Linked DNA regions of Lactuca sativa: region 2 is linked to region 1. The links are chromatin contacts, called in public Hi-C maps. All regions are on one chromosome and are shown on one strand. Each heading gives the region's core, a stretch centred on a gene start, on an enhancer-like site or on the middle of the called end of the contact. The rest is flanking DNA. Distances are from core to core; before and after follow the strand shown. Region 1 holds the start of LOC111889065 (putative hydrolase C777.06c). Region 2 holds the start of LOC111889048 (beta-galactosidase 17).

Region 1 (7,710 bases), core at 1,391-3,890:
AAAATGCATGAGCATCAACACAATAAAAAAATATTAATGAAAATATTCTTCGATAGCATAAAAAAAACACAACCTATTATAGGCCAATAACCAAAGTCCGGAAAAACTCATATATTCATTTTGTCCCTATAAAAACTCTCTCTGGTTATTGGCCTTTAATAAGTTGTGATTTCTTGAAATTTAACCTGTGGAAGTCCAAAATGTGTTGAAGAAGATCGATCTGGCCTCAATGCATCCTGAAAAGTGAAAACACATGGACATAATATATATATATTATTAGAAATCAAAATTTTAAAAGTGAGATTTGATGTTTTATGTATGTGAATGATTACCATTATAAGTATTTCACAATCTTTTAAAAGGGGGTAAGTCGCATCGGGTATTGCACTGACATCACTGTCACAAATGAAATATTGCATCAGTCACAATCACAGTCACAGTCACAAACTATTTACCTCAAATGTTATATATAAAATTTTGTATATATATAGTATATGTTATAGAGAAATAATTTAAGATTATTACCTAATGTAACAAATGTTGCCAAAGCGGAAACCTAAAGAACGATAATTACTACCATGCCACACTGGAAGAGGAGTGAACTGATAGCACAATACACAAATTGTGAAACGAGATAAAATATTTTTGAATAAATACGAATTTAACCCTTTAAAAAAATATATCAAAAACACAAATTCTAACCTTAATGTCATGTACAGTGAAAGGGTTTTCATCTATAATATCAAATTGCAACTCAGAGACAGCAGCTCCTGGTATGATCACGCTTTTGTCTAATAAATAGTAATGTGTTTTTTTCATCACCTGAAATCAATTTAAAAAATCTACAAATTCAGTTAGCGATATCATAACATAAAATTAAAAAAAAATTGGTTCGCTGAAATTTAAACATTTTTGAACCTCAAAATCACGCTTGGCTACATAAATTGGAATATATGGCTGGACATTGTTTGTCCAGTCACGAAGATCGTCTAAACCTAAAGAAAAAAAATAATAAATGAATAATTGAGTAATTGTTACTATTATGATTGAAATGAAATGGGAAATTAAAGACTAGAGACCTCCAATTGCATCAGCATGAGAATGAGTAATAATAACAGCATCTAGTGATCTTATTCTGACAAAATAAACACAGGGTTTGTTATTTTTGTGGTAGAAATATATAAGAGAAAATGAGAAAAATAAATCTTACCCATAAGTAGGGAACCATCGAAGAGCACTTTGGTAGAAAAATCTGTGAGATGAAAAATAAAAATTATTATTTGATTCTCCCAGTGATTGATACTTCCAATGATTTTGATTATTTAGGGTCTAAATAATCACATTTGAAGAAACATGAAATAAAACTGATTATTCAAATAATTATATAAAATTACTATCGATCCCTAACTTTTAGAACCTAGTTAACTGATATCTGATTTTGATTCATTATGAATCAGACCAAAAACAATCAAGTTAAATGTGTGTTTATGCAACAAAGTTTTGCCAATTTTCCAATCTATACAACAAACTGATCTTTTATACAAAATATGCAACTACATTTCATTTTAGGACCAAAGATTCGATATTTTACCTATAACTTGATTGAAATTTTTTTTTCTTTTTTCAAATTATCTGAAAAGAGCATATAGATGAAATCAGTGATGAAAGCATGTTTTACATACTTGCCAGCATCTATAAGAATGTTAGATATGCCAGAGGGTTTAGGATAACGAATAAGGAGGCTTGTATTGAGTCTCTTATTCTTATTTCCACGTACTACAGCTTTTGAGCAAACCTGAAAAAAGCCATTGAGATATGCACATTGGAAAGAAAAGCTACAAAAACACATCTACAAGCTTCAAATATTTGCTTGTTGTTACAAAATGAGTTGACTCAGTTTGATGGTTACCGGGCATTTCTTTAAGGGGTGAGTAAGGCAGCTCACTCGTGGGACTCCTTCACTGGTTCCTGTCCCCATGAATATGATTTCTGGTTGCTCAAGAGTTATCTTCTCTCCTTTCTGTACACCTGCAATAATTTGAATAGTTTTAGGTCCTACTACTCAAAACAAAACCCTAGCGTAGGTTTTAGAGAGATGAATTACAAGATGAAACTGGAAAACAAGTTCAAATGATATTAAAATTGAAGTTCTAAAGCATCCCATCCATGATTCTTTTCGAATTTATGGCATCTCAATTCCATCGTCATCCGCTATATATAGATATAATAACATTTCACACATATATACACGTAAACATTATATTGGTAGAAATCATTTCAAGTTTTTAATCTAACCAATGGTGAAAAGCGAGAAATCAAACACATGTAACCAATTCGGGGATCACTACAAGTAAATGGAAATCAACGGAAACGAAAGCTTATCAATATCTTACTTGAATTCGACTGCAGGGAAGCATCTGAATAAATGCGATTAGATTGAAGACGAGAGCGAGAGCTCCCATAGCTGTAAACTGGAATTGAGGAACGTTTAGTGTTTGAGGAAGATAGATGTCGGGTCAAACGAGCGAAACGGGTCAGAGAAGAAGGAGAAGGACGAACTGCTCCTTGCATTAAGATCATTGGGACCCGAAAACGCTCTTGTTCTGTAGATCGTAGAACCCTTTGCCCAAGAAAAACCTTCGGTTATTACTAAAAGGTCAAAGATATTTTCTGTTTATGCAAATTTTCAGTTTCACCCCTGAGCTTATGTAAAAGCTCCAAATCCAAGCCTTATTATGGATACTACTAGTGTTGAAACTTGAAACAGAGATGGATGATTTGAATTTTGAACACGTTAAAATCCTATAAAGAAAGATTTCCTTAGAAATTGCATTGGATGTTGGTGTAGTAAACATTATTTTAAAAACTGTTACTAAAATAATTTTATCTAATAATTTTCCATTTCATCAATTTAAAGGGTATTTGTTTCACCTCTTAATGGTTCCATTAAAAAGTTGGCTTTGAATCAAGCAGATTCACAGAGCGTTTGATTGGGTTTTTATCCGCCTCTAAATGGGACGTGATTATAGATGAATAAGCAAACAATTTGTTTTTCTACAAGTATCAATACTGAGTACTGAACTATTTATTGTCATTCACAATATACTATTTTACACAAAATACCATTAAAATAAAAGTATTTTATAAACACAAAGTTACCTTTTGATAGTAATTTTTTTTAGAACCAATAACGTTTTGTAAAAAAGAAAATAACCCATCACCCACACAAATCATAATCATCCCAACAACATAAATTAAGCAACTAGATATACAAATTTATTAGACTTCAAACATAATTTCAAATAAGTTCACAACCACATGAAATCAACCAGTTTAAACTTTAATGTTATCCATACAAACATGGTTAAAATCATCACCACTCTAGTAACGATACTTGGTGGAGTAATCTTTAGGAGCAATCACCAAACCGCGTCCCTTCCTAGCCCCACGATACACAGTTTCAACAATGTCTATGAACTCTTGCTTGTCTTTCATGGCCCAATTGATCTTATTGTTGTTACCAGTTCCAAGATCAATCATAATATGCTTGTTCCTGAAGAAGAACATCACAGTAGATGGATCGTATAGCTCATACATTGTATTGAAGTCAGGTACCTCAGTGATGTCCACCAAGTAGATCACAGCAAAGTTCTTTATTGTCTCTGCAACTGAAGCAAGCACTTCATCCATCTACAGATCCCACAACAAGATGATTCAGTATTATATACAGATTGAGTAAATATTAACCTAAGTGACAAATATCCCCAATTTCAAAATTTGGAACTTGGGATATTGAAATTTATATGTAACCAGTTAAAATTTCGATTGAATTGAATCGTAATCCGATGGAATGATAGGAAGATGTAATAAACAGAGAAAACAGTATTTGAATTAGCGATAGAGATAGGTGAAACTAGGGTTTTACCTGCATACAAGTTTCGTCCCAATCATGGCCGAACCGAATAACCACGAGACGTTCTTCCTCGGCGAGGATCGCCTGATCGACGGCCCAGCCGGAATGCAAGTGCGGTAGCAAGTACGACATCTCTGTCTCCCTCTTTCTTTTTCTCTCGAGAAGCGACGGCGAGTATCAAAGAAGGCCGATGTATATAGAAGCTCACACGCGGTCTTTATTATTCCGTTGAGATAAGTTATAAAATAGTCCTTCAACTATATATATTTATAGTTGATATCACTAACTTTTAAACTTTTCGTTGGTTTTGCTAAATGAAAAGTTATTAAATGTTTTATTTTTTTATTATTATTTTTAACGGCAAATTTAATTTAATCTTCAACTAATTTTGAATTCCACGTATGTCTCAAACAAGATTTGAACCATCAACCTCAAGAATAAAGGCAACACTTAGGGTGTGTTTGGCCCGGAGCTTTTAAAAACATTTGAGAGCTTCTAGCTTTTAACTTTTGACAAAACGCTATAGTTTAAACAAAAAGTTTCGTTTGGCAGTACGAACGTTTAACTTTTAGTTTAAACAAAACGCTACAAATCTAAAAGTTAATTCATGTAGCGTTTAACAAAACGCTACTGAGTTTTTGAAATCAATTTTCATAATTACCTTTAAAAATATATTTATATATTTATTTATTTTTAATCAATTGTCCTTTTATGTAATTTTATATATTTCAAAAGCTACCAGCTACTTTTACCAAACACTCATTAAACAATTAAAAGTTACAGCTACCCGCTACACGCTACCAGCTACCCGCTTTCAGCTAACAACTATTTTTGCCAAACACGCCTTTAATATCATTGGGCTACAAGCTCTTTAGTATTAAATATTATATTTACTAGAGAATAACAACAAAGAATCTCATTAAAATGGGATAGGGAGAGATATTGGATAGAGTTTAAAAACCATGCATCTATAAGGGTCAGAGCGACTATGTTATATAGATGACATCCGACATGTGTCAAACGATAACTTGTAAGGAGGCAAACAAAAGGAAAGTAAGTCAAATTTAGTTTCACCAACCAACCTTAATGTGATGGATGACATCTACCTCTATACTTTCCCTTATGGATCACAGAACTCAAACACTTGAAGCTCTCCTTTATATGGGTGACAATTTGGTCGGATTCAGGTTGGCGGGTTGGTTGGTCAAAATACATCAACCCAACCCAACCCACATAACTTGTTTAATTATACAAGTTTGCGGTTAGGTTTCACCAACAGTGGTGGTTTAGGGATAAAGTGATGAGCGGTGGTGGGCCGGTGGAGCACTATGTGTACCAGTAGCTTGCGGCTTTGTGTTAGTGGGTAGGTGGTTTGTGATGACGAAGGAAGGCGGTACTGGTGGGTGGGAGGAGGTAAGGTAGTAAGGTAAGGGCGAGGAGTAGTATGCGGCCTTTTGAGTAACAATGAGTCAAGGATTGGGTTTGATTTAGTACGGCAAACCGCATTCGTAAGTCATAATTCATAAATAAATATTAATCTTTTTTTTAAATATAATATATATTGACGGGTTGACACATGAACTCAAACACATAACACAACCAACCTATGAAATAAGCAGGTTGACGGGTCTAAAATCTCAACCCAAACCTGTTTATATTTGTATTAGGTTACAAGTCGAGAATTATAATCCCTACAGTCCTTTCGCATCACTATTTAAATTACACCAAGGATACTCCATTTTAACAGTGTTGATCCGCGGTGTTTTCTCTTCTAATGCTGACTCAGCGAGTCCGGATACCCGACTCGTCGAGTCCCTTCATTAAACAGGTCACCAAGTCGCGATCCTACTCGACGAGTTGAGGCATCAACTCACCGAGTCTCTTCATATCCCATAATAAAATACTCAAATTTCCATGCCTGGATATCCGGATGTTACAATTCTCCTCCACTTGAATTAGATTTCGCCCTTGAAATCACTCTTTAACCACTTATAGATTGAAATTATCAACCCGAAAGGCACTACTGAAATGATCTTCATACTACACCGATATCTTTCTCTATGGACACACGAAACCACATAAAACTTCCAAAACCCAAAATTTAAACCAACTTTTTCATCGCTAAGATACTCTTTCCCAATACCCAAAAACTCTAGTGGCTTGGCCCGCCGCCCAACCGCCTACTCGAGCGATCACCATGATATTCGCTCCTCGAATATCAACCATGTTTACTCACTGGCTCTCTGATTCTCATAAGACCACATCCAACAACCGGCTATCGCTCCTCCAAACCGATCATGCTAAATCATACGAATTACGCCCCACGACTAAAAGGGTTCACACTCCACCGTGGCACATCTACTAGACTGCTATCAGAAACCATCCGAACAAAGAATCCCCAACACTCTGCCCTTAGACACAAAAGCATAACCATGCTCGCTCAGAAGTGTCCTCAAACATCGCATTCATAAACCTCAGCTCCAAATTCCATATCTCTTTTAACATCACACGAGGTCTGACCTCAACCCAATAGTTGAACCTCCATGGTTACCCATAACATGATCCAAAATGTCTCACTAAGTTCCTTCTAGCATCAACTATCTCGGCCCAGTGACACACAAGTCACAAATTCCTCTTTACCCCAAACGGATACTTTACTCTCAACTGGATTCGTCTCATGTACCCCATGGTATTTCCTGTGCTCTCGAACTGACCCTGCTCAGGTCTAAGATATTGGTGACAACAATAACCCCCCTCTTAACACGGAATCCATCTCTAAATCCGAATCTCAACCCGCCTACCTGACGCATCACCAGAGCCAAACTCAACTTGAGAGTTTGGTCTTCCCCAAAGTTAGAACTACTCATCCCAATGAAACACTCACCTCATAACTCATGACTCGCAACCTGCACGCAAACCACCACTCAATTCGGAATATAGCGATTTCCGACAAGACGGAGACCCCAGTCTCTCCCCTGGTACAACCACTAGGCTCCAAAAACTCAACACTAGGGCTACTCAAGCCTAAAACTCTTCTGCATCATACTCTGATTGGAGATCACTTCATCATCACCCTCTCTTATCGTCTAGTGAGTACTATTGCTCCCTGCAGCATCATGATGACCTCTCGATGATTAGTGAATACTACGGCTCCTCGTAGTATCAGAACTCCCTCCCTTTGACTTATGAGTACTACGGCTCCCCGTAGCATCACAACACCCTCTGACTAGTGAATACTACGGCTCCCCGTAGTATCACAACTCCCTCTCTCTGACTTGTGAGTACTACGGCTCCCCGTAGCATCACAACACCCTATGACTAGTGAATACTACGACTCCCCGTAGTATCACAAATCCCTCTCTCTTCATCCCATAATCTCATTCTCACTACAACACCACACTATGTCCACTAACTCATGCTCCGCAGACTATTATAGATAGCTACACACACTTGACCCAAATATGCATCACAGACTCTGATGGCGACCGCCATAACAAAATACCTTCCCCTGCTGAGATCCATATTCTTAAATAATCCCTCTTGATGGCAATACCCGAAGGGCTCCCACTGGAACCGTAGATACTCAATTCACCACTTGCCGCCTCAAATTCACGACTCTCATATAATTTGGAATTCAGGACATCATACTCGGACACCCCGGAACACCATCGCAAAACATCGCAATGTCCTGCTTTAACCACCAATCCCATACTTACGACATCATACACGGATACCTCCATGCATTCCCTCAGGATATCATAACTATCCTTCATTTCACACAACGCGCAACATCGTAG
Region 2 (7,710 bases), core at 3,008-5,507, 520 kb before region 1:
AGGTTTCCCATCTAAGTAAACAGGGGATAGTATGCCCTAGAAAAGACAATGGTATACATTAGTTTAAGAAACCAAAGGGTATAAATGTCTCAAAATTGGTCTATGTTGGGTTTTTTTTTTTTTTAATCTTTTACCTTGCTATCAAACAAGAGTTGTCCGTAATTCAAACGACCCATGTTTTCAACCTAGAACATCAACAGACAAAAGGCGTTAACATATTATTGAAAAAAAATAAAATAATAATTAGTAGTATGTGAAGTGAACTGATTTACCAGAATTAACAATTTACTAGTGGAAGCACACCCAGTATTGGGAAGATTAACAGGCTTATTTGACCATCGATTGATTGTTGCAACATATTGTGGTCTCTCTTTCTTGTTTTTAGAAAGACATGTAACATACACTTGGGCTCTATCATGCACCTGAAATTAAGAATGAGAAACACAACACTGTATAAACATCAATGATTGAAAAACAAACAGTGGCATTTTTGTAAATAACAAGAACTTCAATGGCATTAAGGAATGTGCATTTCATGTTACGTGATGTGCACTTTATCTTTACCTTTGGTATGGACAAAGTACTCCCCTTTCCATTTGCTATGTATTCAGAGGTATATAATAAGAATCCAAACATCTGAAAATGAGACATTGATGTTGAATTTTTTTTAAAATCAGAAAATTATTCTTTAAGATGATCACAATTTCATAAATACCTGGCCTGCAGCCTCCATTGAAATTGGATTCTCAGCTTCAATAGCTTTAATGTGCACATTAGTGTCCAGTATATCAAATAAAGATGATGATTTTTCTAACTGAATTCGACCATATCCTGTCTTCTCATTATTCTTGGGAACTGGAGGGAGAGAAGCTGCACTATACTTAGCTATAACTCTCCGCAATGCTGAAAAAATAAAAAAAAATCATTTCTACTATTATTAATATTATTATTATTATTAGTGTCATTGATCTAATAAGAATGACCACAATATTACCTTTAAATTTTGCCCCATCCACATCACCAGACTCACTAATAGGAGCATCCTAGAAGAAAAGACGGTTTCCATTTGAAAGAGGGTGAATTTGTAAATTTGTATATTTGTCAATAGTTTTTATAAAAAAATGTTATAAGTAAATGATGAGGTGTCTCACATAATCATAGGATGTAAGATCAGCAAGGTACTCGGATTCCTGAGCACCATTTGCACCATTATAAAATCCAAAGTTGGTTCCACCATGAGCCATCTGTAAGTTTGATTGTTAGAGGGTTTGTTTGGTATATTGGAATGGAATGATAAAGGAATGGAATGAACAAAGTAATGGAATGAGACATTCCATTATCATGTTTGTTTGGCTTGAAGAAATGGAATGAGTCATTCAAACATGTTATGTTGTTATCTTTATTTACATTAAAAAAACTAATTGAAATTGAATTGATAAATAACATGTAAAGATATAATGTTAAATACATTACATATAAACATATTTCAGATTGTTTGAAATAGACTATATGTATTTCAAATACTAAAAAAAATTATTTCGTCACTTTGAAAAATGTTTACATCAATAAAAATAATTAACTAAATAAAAATACCATGACATCATAAAATATAATACTTTTAGTTATTTTTTTATTTTCATTAAAGATTATATAAATAAAAGCTATCTGCAATTATAATCTATCATTCCATTCCATCAAGGAATGAAAAAAAAAATTAAAACACTCCTCCCCCATGGAATGAAAATCAGCCCAGAAAAAGGAATCACATTATTTAAGGAATGCTCCATTCTATTCCTATGTGGTAAACAAGCATGATTTTTTTATTCCATCGGAATGCCCCATTCCATTCCATCTTCAATTACTGGATACCAAACACTATGTAAATACTTCTTATAGCATACAATCATACATAAAGCACAGCAGAGCCATTCCTGGACAAAATTTTTTCAAGGGCAGATGCTGTAGAAGTTGCATCAGTTTTAGCAATATTCTCTCCCCAATGTGTAAGCCAACCCGTGTAAAATTCACTGAAATATCATCTTATCAGCATCATAAAATGAAGTAATTCAAGGATATTATTCCATAGGTATTAAAGTAAGATACCTACGCAGAAAGAGGTGGTGATTTTCCTGGTGTATTAAACTCCTTTTGCAAATTAAATATAGGCCAAGGATCCTCTCCAGTTGAAAAATCAACAGCTACAATTAATCTTTCCAATATTAGATGCCAACAGAATTGATAAAACATGATAAATGTTATCATACCTGAAAAGACAGCATCTCCATTTATTGTTCCTTTAATGAGAGTATCTCTAGTGCCTCCATCTGTAGTATATCTGTAAAAATCAAGAAAAAAGGGTGGTATTACTTTTTAAACTCAAAAATCAAAATATCTTCCTACCCCTCAAAGTGTATAATAAATGTCAAGTGATGAATAAAGTTTGATGCTAAGAAAGAAAAGGGCATTTGTTACCATATTACATCAAACTTACAATATTAGGTCATCCCCAAGATGTGATCTTGCTAAGTTGACCAGATGATGCAGATAGTCTTTGTCAACTCCATAGGAACCAAATTCATTCTCAATCTGCAATCACAATCTACACATGATAAACTCACAATGCAACATATCTTATAACAATCTGTGAGCTTATAGAAATTCAGTATTACCCACCTGAACCATAATTATAGGTCCTCCTTTGTGGTAAAGAAGAGGAGCAATTTTAGGAAGTAATACCCCCCACCACTTATCAACCTGCAACAACTCATATAAATTCACAAATGACACAGAGATATGAGATGTAAGTGTAACTGTGTAAGTGTAGGAACTGAGAAAAGTTTGTTTTTTTATAGATAATTTATCATGTAATATCTCAAATGTGACTCATGTTACATAAAATGAAAACAAGGATCAAAATAGAAAAGAAGATTTACCAATGCGAGGTATGTTGGATCTGATGATCTCAGTCTGATGGGTGGTTTTTTAGTAAGTAACCAAGCAGGGAAACCACCAAGATCCCATTCTGCAACAAAAAGTGGTCTTCAATGGAGAGTGTTTATCAAGAAATAGCAAATTAATTGATACCCACAGTTTGAAAGGAAATCTTGATCGATACTAAAAGAGGGAATTAAAACATTCAGATTCAGTTACTGTTTTGACCTGCACATATGTAAGGTCCAGCCCTTAGCATGACCAGCAAATCTAACTTCTGACACAGCTCAAGAAAAGAAACTATATCTGCAATAGCATTGAAATCTAGTTGACCCTCTTTTGGTTCATGCAGATTCCATGGAACATAAGTTTGAATTGCATTCAAGCCCAAAGCCTTTGCTCTTGTTAGCCTATCTTCCCAATACTGCACCCAAAGAATGACAGAAGTCAGATCATGTAAATATCTATAGAAAAGTCCATTCATCCAAATGCAGAAGAGGAGGTTCTAAAATGACCATGATTGATGATTACATGTGTGTGTTATATATAGCTGTATATCCAGATGATAGTTAGTGCTTCCAAATGTATCCTCTAATATCAGGTACAGTTATACGGTGCTAAAACAACAGCTATAAAAAAGTAATGGCAAATTTGAGTTGTAAAACGGTGATGTATCTAGTTTTCTTTTGGGACATATCAATGGAAGAATGTAGTGATAGACATGTAACTTTGGGATAAAATGAGTATTTGTACTAGCATTCAGGGTTCAATTGGTTATGGAGTACCCAGATGATCGAAATATCTATTGAACAGATAGTAGTAGTGTGATTCAACGCGAACTTCAATGGGACAAATACGAGACTATACCTCAGGTAGAGTACGGAAATAATGCAAGTCCCCGCCGATGATTCTAAAAGGCTCTCCATCTTTCCAGAACATATCATCAGCAATTTCAAACTTTCGAGCATTAACAACCTGCTGATTTTATAATCAGCAGTTAGCAAATCAAAATGATCACTAGCAAAACATGAAAATTAGAAGACGTTTTACTAGATTTGGATAACTCACTTGATGATGATGATGATGATGATGATGATGATTGTGGGGTTTGAGCGAATTCGAGAGAGGGGAAGGTAGAGGAGCGAAAACAGTAGAGAAAGCAACGAGACATAGGAGAAGAACGATAATCTTCGTCGACTTCAAGCTTCGCCCTTTCGCCATTGCCGTTAACTAGATGTCGTCGCCGTCGCTATCGGCGTTTATTGTCTTTCACCTTCACTAGGCTTTCAAGTTTTCCGACCAGTGGACTCTCTTAAGCTAAGTCAGTCAACAGAGAACCAAGAAAGTAGAATATTTATACATATGTCCCTAACCTATCACTTAAATGATAGTTTGGTCCCTTGGTCTTTGAATACTCGTAACACAATTATTGTTTTTCATAATAGACAAAATTTCAAGTCTTAATTCTTTTCTATTTTTCTCTAATATAGTCCTTATGAAACTTTTTTTTTTTCATTGATAGTCCATTTGGAACAAACATTGCACGTAAACAGCCCTTACGATGGATGTTCGTTTACTTGTGCCGTTATAATGCCCCATGTGCCTCGCACATGAGGCCATTTTCGTCATTTCATCTAGGGGTTACACTTATTATTTATTTAATTGATCACCTCTTTTCTCAATTAGGTATGTGAAACTGAAAACTCATGTGATCCAGGTGAAGCTCAAGAAATCAAAGTCGAAGAATAATGATTTGCCCTTGTGGAAGCAGCGATCTTGTCATCGTCACATCTTGGTCGAATCGTAACCATGGAATGTGGTTTTGGTCATGTGTTCGAATGGGAGCAGGTATAGTTGGATTGGGTGGTACGATGAACCCATGTGCCCTAGATCAGTGGAAGTGATACTTGGGTTACTGAAGTCAATGAATAAACTCCAACAATCCCTTCAAGAAGCTAGCATGCAAGCAAGAATGTATAAGTTCATCCATTTTGTCAGTTCGATTTTTGTAATTTGCTACCTAAAGAAGGGTTGAGGTGATTGTAGGGTTAATGTCTTTTGTTTCAATAATGTATGGAAGTGTTGTTTTGGTTGTAGGTTTAATGTAATGGTTATCTTATTTTGAGTTTGATGTCTGAATGCATGAAACTAATTCTTATGTAATGTTGGTGTTTTTTTGTGTAATTAGATCCTCTTTGTAATTGTAGCATCCCAGAAATCTCGATAAAAAAATTTATTTTTCATTTAGATAAAAATCCGTGTTTATATAAAAACCCAAATCACAACCATAAGTTTCAAATACAATCATTCAAAATAAGAGTGTTCAAATCAATCAAAAATCAAACAGAAGAGGATATGTACGATCAAGCATTTGCCTTGCCTCTAATCTCTGAAATACCTAAAGCCACAACAATCAAACTGTAAGACAAAGCAGTGAGTTTCCCCCAAAGTATCACACACAATTACATGATGGGTCTACAGTCTCCCAACTGGATTATACTAAGCAAAATTTTCCATTCACTAGTTTACAACTAGTTGTCATTTGTCATCAGACCGCCGCTAGATCATCGTCGGACAACCACCAGACCTTCGCCGAAGAAACACCAAAACCAGTGGCATTTTTCTGGTCATATTCACATCTTAACAGAACAAATATTGTAGCTCTCATTTCTTTGGTAATATTTTTTTAACACATATTATTTTATTTTTGCAGCCAAATATACAAAATTTAATAAAAAAAAGGATTATACGTTGAGAAATTCATTTCTCTCTCTTTTTAATTGTGGATTTCTTTAAAAGTTGTATGTTTATAAGAGATATTCATAGTTTAACATATTTACAGTTTAATAAACATAATAATTCACTGATATACAGTTTAACATTTCATGCACACACTCATTCATATTTTAACACAAAATTTATATAAAATACATAACTTATTATAGTCCAGTCTCAGTTTAATACATAAAATTCACAACTTAATACATTCTGTTATACAGTAGTTTATATATTCATAAATATGAAACTCAAACTCTACAACCACCAACTACCACACATCGCCGTCAACTACCTGTGCCACTATCGCAACCATCACTTCTTCCAAATTAGATATGCACACAAAATCATGGATTTACAACTTAAGTATTATATTCATGGTTTAATAAACCAGTTAATTTACTAATTCGGTGTTGATGCAAAATAATTATAAAAGCTAATATATTCTTACATATTTATACAACACCAAAAATAAATATATTCACAAGAAAATTAATACAAACATTCTTACATAAATCATTCATATTTTATTACAAAATTAATTAAAAATTCACAGCTTAATATAATCAATTCACAGTTTAATACAGTTAATTCACAGCTTAATGCAGTTAATTCACAGTTTACTACTATCAATTCACTGTTTAATACAATCAATTCACAACTTAATACAACCTATTTACAGTTTAATACATAAAATTCTCATCTTAATATAATAATTTCATTGTTTAATATATAAAATTCTACATTCACATCATCCATGTTCTCAACTTAAAACTTACAATTACACCTTCAGATCTAAAGGTTAGTGCTTTTTTTAAAGTTTATTTACACAATATTCACAATTTAAAGTTTACATACTCAAAATTAGATAAAATTAGATATGTATATAATGTTTCTTTCATATCGTATTTCATAAGCAAACACAAAATTCATAAAAAAATTACAATTTAATACAATTAATTCACAAATTAATACAATCATTTCATAATTTACTCGACAAAATTCATAACTTAATATAATAAATTCACATTTTAATACACAAAAAATTATACATTCACAACCATATTTTTTTTTGAACCGGCAAATCTAATTTACTCCTAAGCTAACAACACCTATTCCACCTATGTCCACGACGGAACTTGAACCCTCGACCTCAAAGAGGGAAGGCACCACCTGATACCGCTGGGCTACAAGCTTTTGGTTACATTCACAACCATATCTCGACTTAAAACATACATTTATACGTTCATATCCGGAGGTTAGTGTTTCTTTCAAAGTTTATTTATACAATATTTACGATTTAAATTTTACATGCTTTTTTCAAATATATATATATATATATATATATATATATATATATATATATATATATCAAAGTTGTAAATGGATTGTATTAAGTTGTGAATATACTGTATTAACTTGTAAATTTTTTATGTATTTTGTTTTTGCTTTTGAAATATGAGTGGAAAAATGCATTATATATATATATATATATATATATATATATATATATATATATATATATATATATATATATATATAAAATGCATTTTTCCATTCATATTTCAGAAGCAAAAACAAAATACATAAAAAAATTTACAAGTTAATACAGTATATTCACAACTTAATACAATCCATTTACAACTTTGATATATTAATCCAATAACTTTGATATATTAAAATATTCTCATGGCTAATGATAATAACATTTATTTATACATCTCAACTTTAGTTCTAAGTATAATTTTCAAATAAAGCACATCCTCAAGATAAATACATACAAAATAACGTGTATATATATAGTTATTAAATTACCAAAGTTACATCATACATAACATAAGTATATATGATATAATTATATTATATTTATTATATGGAGAACCACTAAGTGTAATTAATGTGTCTATTTTATCATATCATATCATCATACTATATTATAAATAAAACATTTTATTTTTCCTTTCACCACATTCATTTGAAACTTCCATGACTTTTCAATTTTTT

The links. Hi-C and Micro-C count contacts between places; a contact is called where the count stands out from the background.
Region 2: a Hi-C map of seed shows a contact between it and region 1, with 5 times the contacts expected there. The contact joins the promoter of LOC111889048 here to the promoter of LOC111889065 in region 1. A contact is called at or near these places in 2 of 4 Hi-C or Micro-C datasets (leaf and seed).

What each region holds. Positions count from the first base shown.
Region 1 is chr4:167,862,426-167,870,135 of Lsat_Salinas_v11, reverse strand. LOC111889065 (putative hydrolase C777.06c) reads right to left here and starts at 2,640. Exons shown (of 12, transcript XM_023885200.3): 1 at 2,394-2,640; 2 at 1,910-2,028; 3 at 1,683-1,795; 4 at 1,211-1,252; 5 at 1,080-1,135; 6 at 919-995; 7 at 703-822; 8 at 526-602; 9 at 333-396; 10 at 186-236. The coding sequence starts at 2,580. LOC111889063 (thioredoxin-like protein YLS8) reads right to left here and starts at 4,124. Exons shown (of 2, transcript XM_023885199.3): 1 at 3,926-4,124; 2 at 3,255-3,690. The coding sequence starts at 4,045. The coding sequence ends at 3,382.
Region 2 is chr4:168,379,453-168,387,162 of Lsat_Salinas_v11, reverse strand. LOC111889048 (beta-galactosidase 17) reads right to left here and starts at 4,257. Exons shown (of 19, transcript XM_023885179.3): 1 at 4,000-4,257; 2 at 3,799-3,906; 3 at 3,160-3,355; 4 at 2,934-3,022; 5 at 2,674-2,754; 6 at 2,492-2,586; 7 at 2,265-2,335; 8 at 2,108-2,198; 9 at 1,910-2,027; 10 at 1,152-1,244; 11 at 995-1,043; 12 at 716-903; 13 at 565-636; 14 at 273-422; 2 more. The coding sequence starts at 4,152.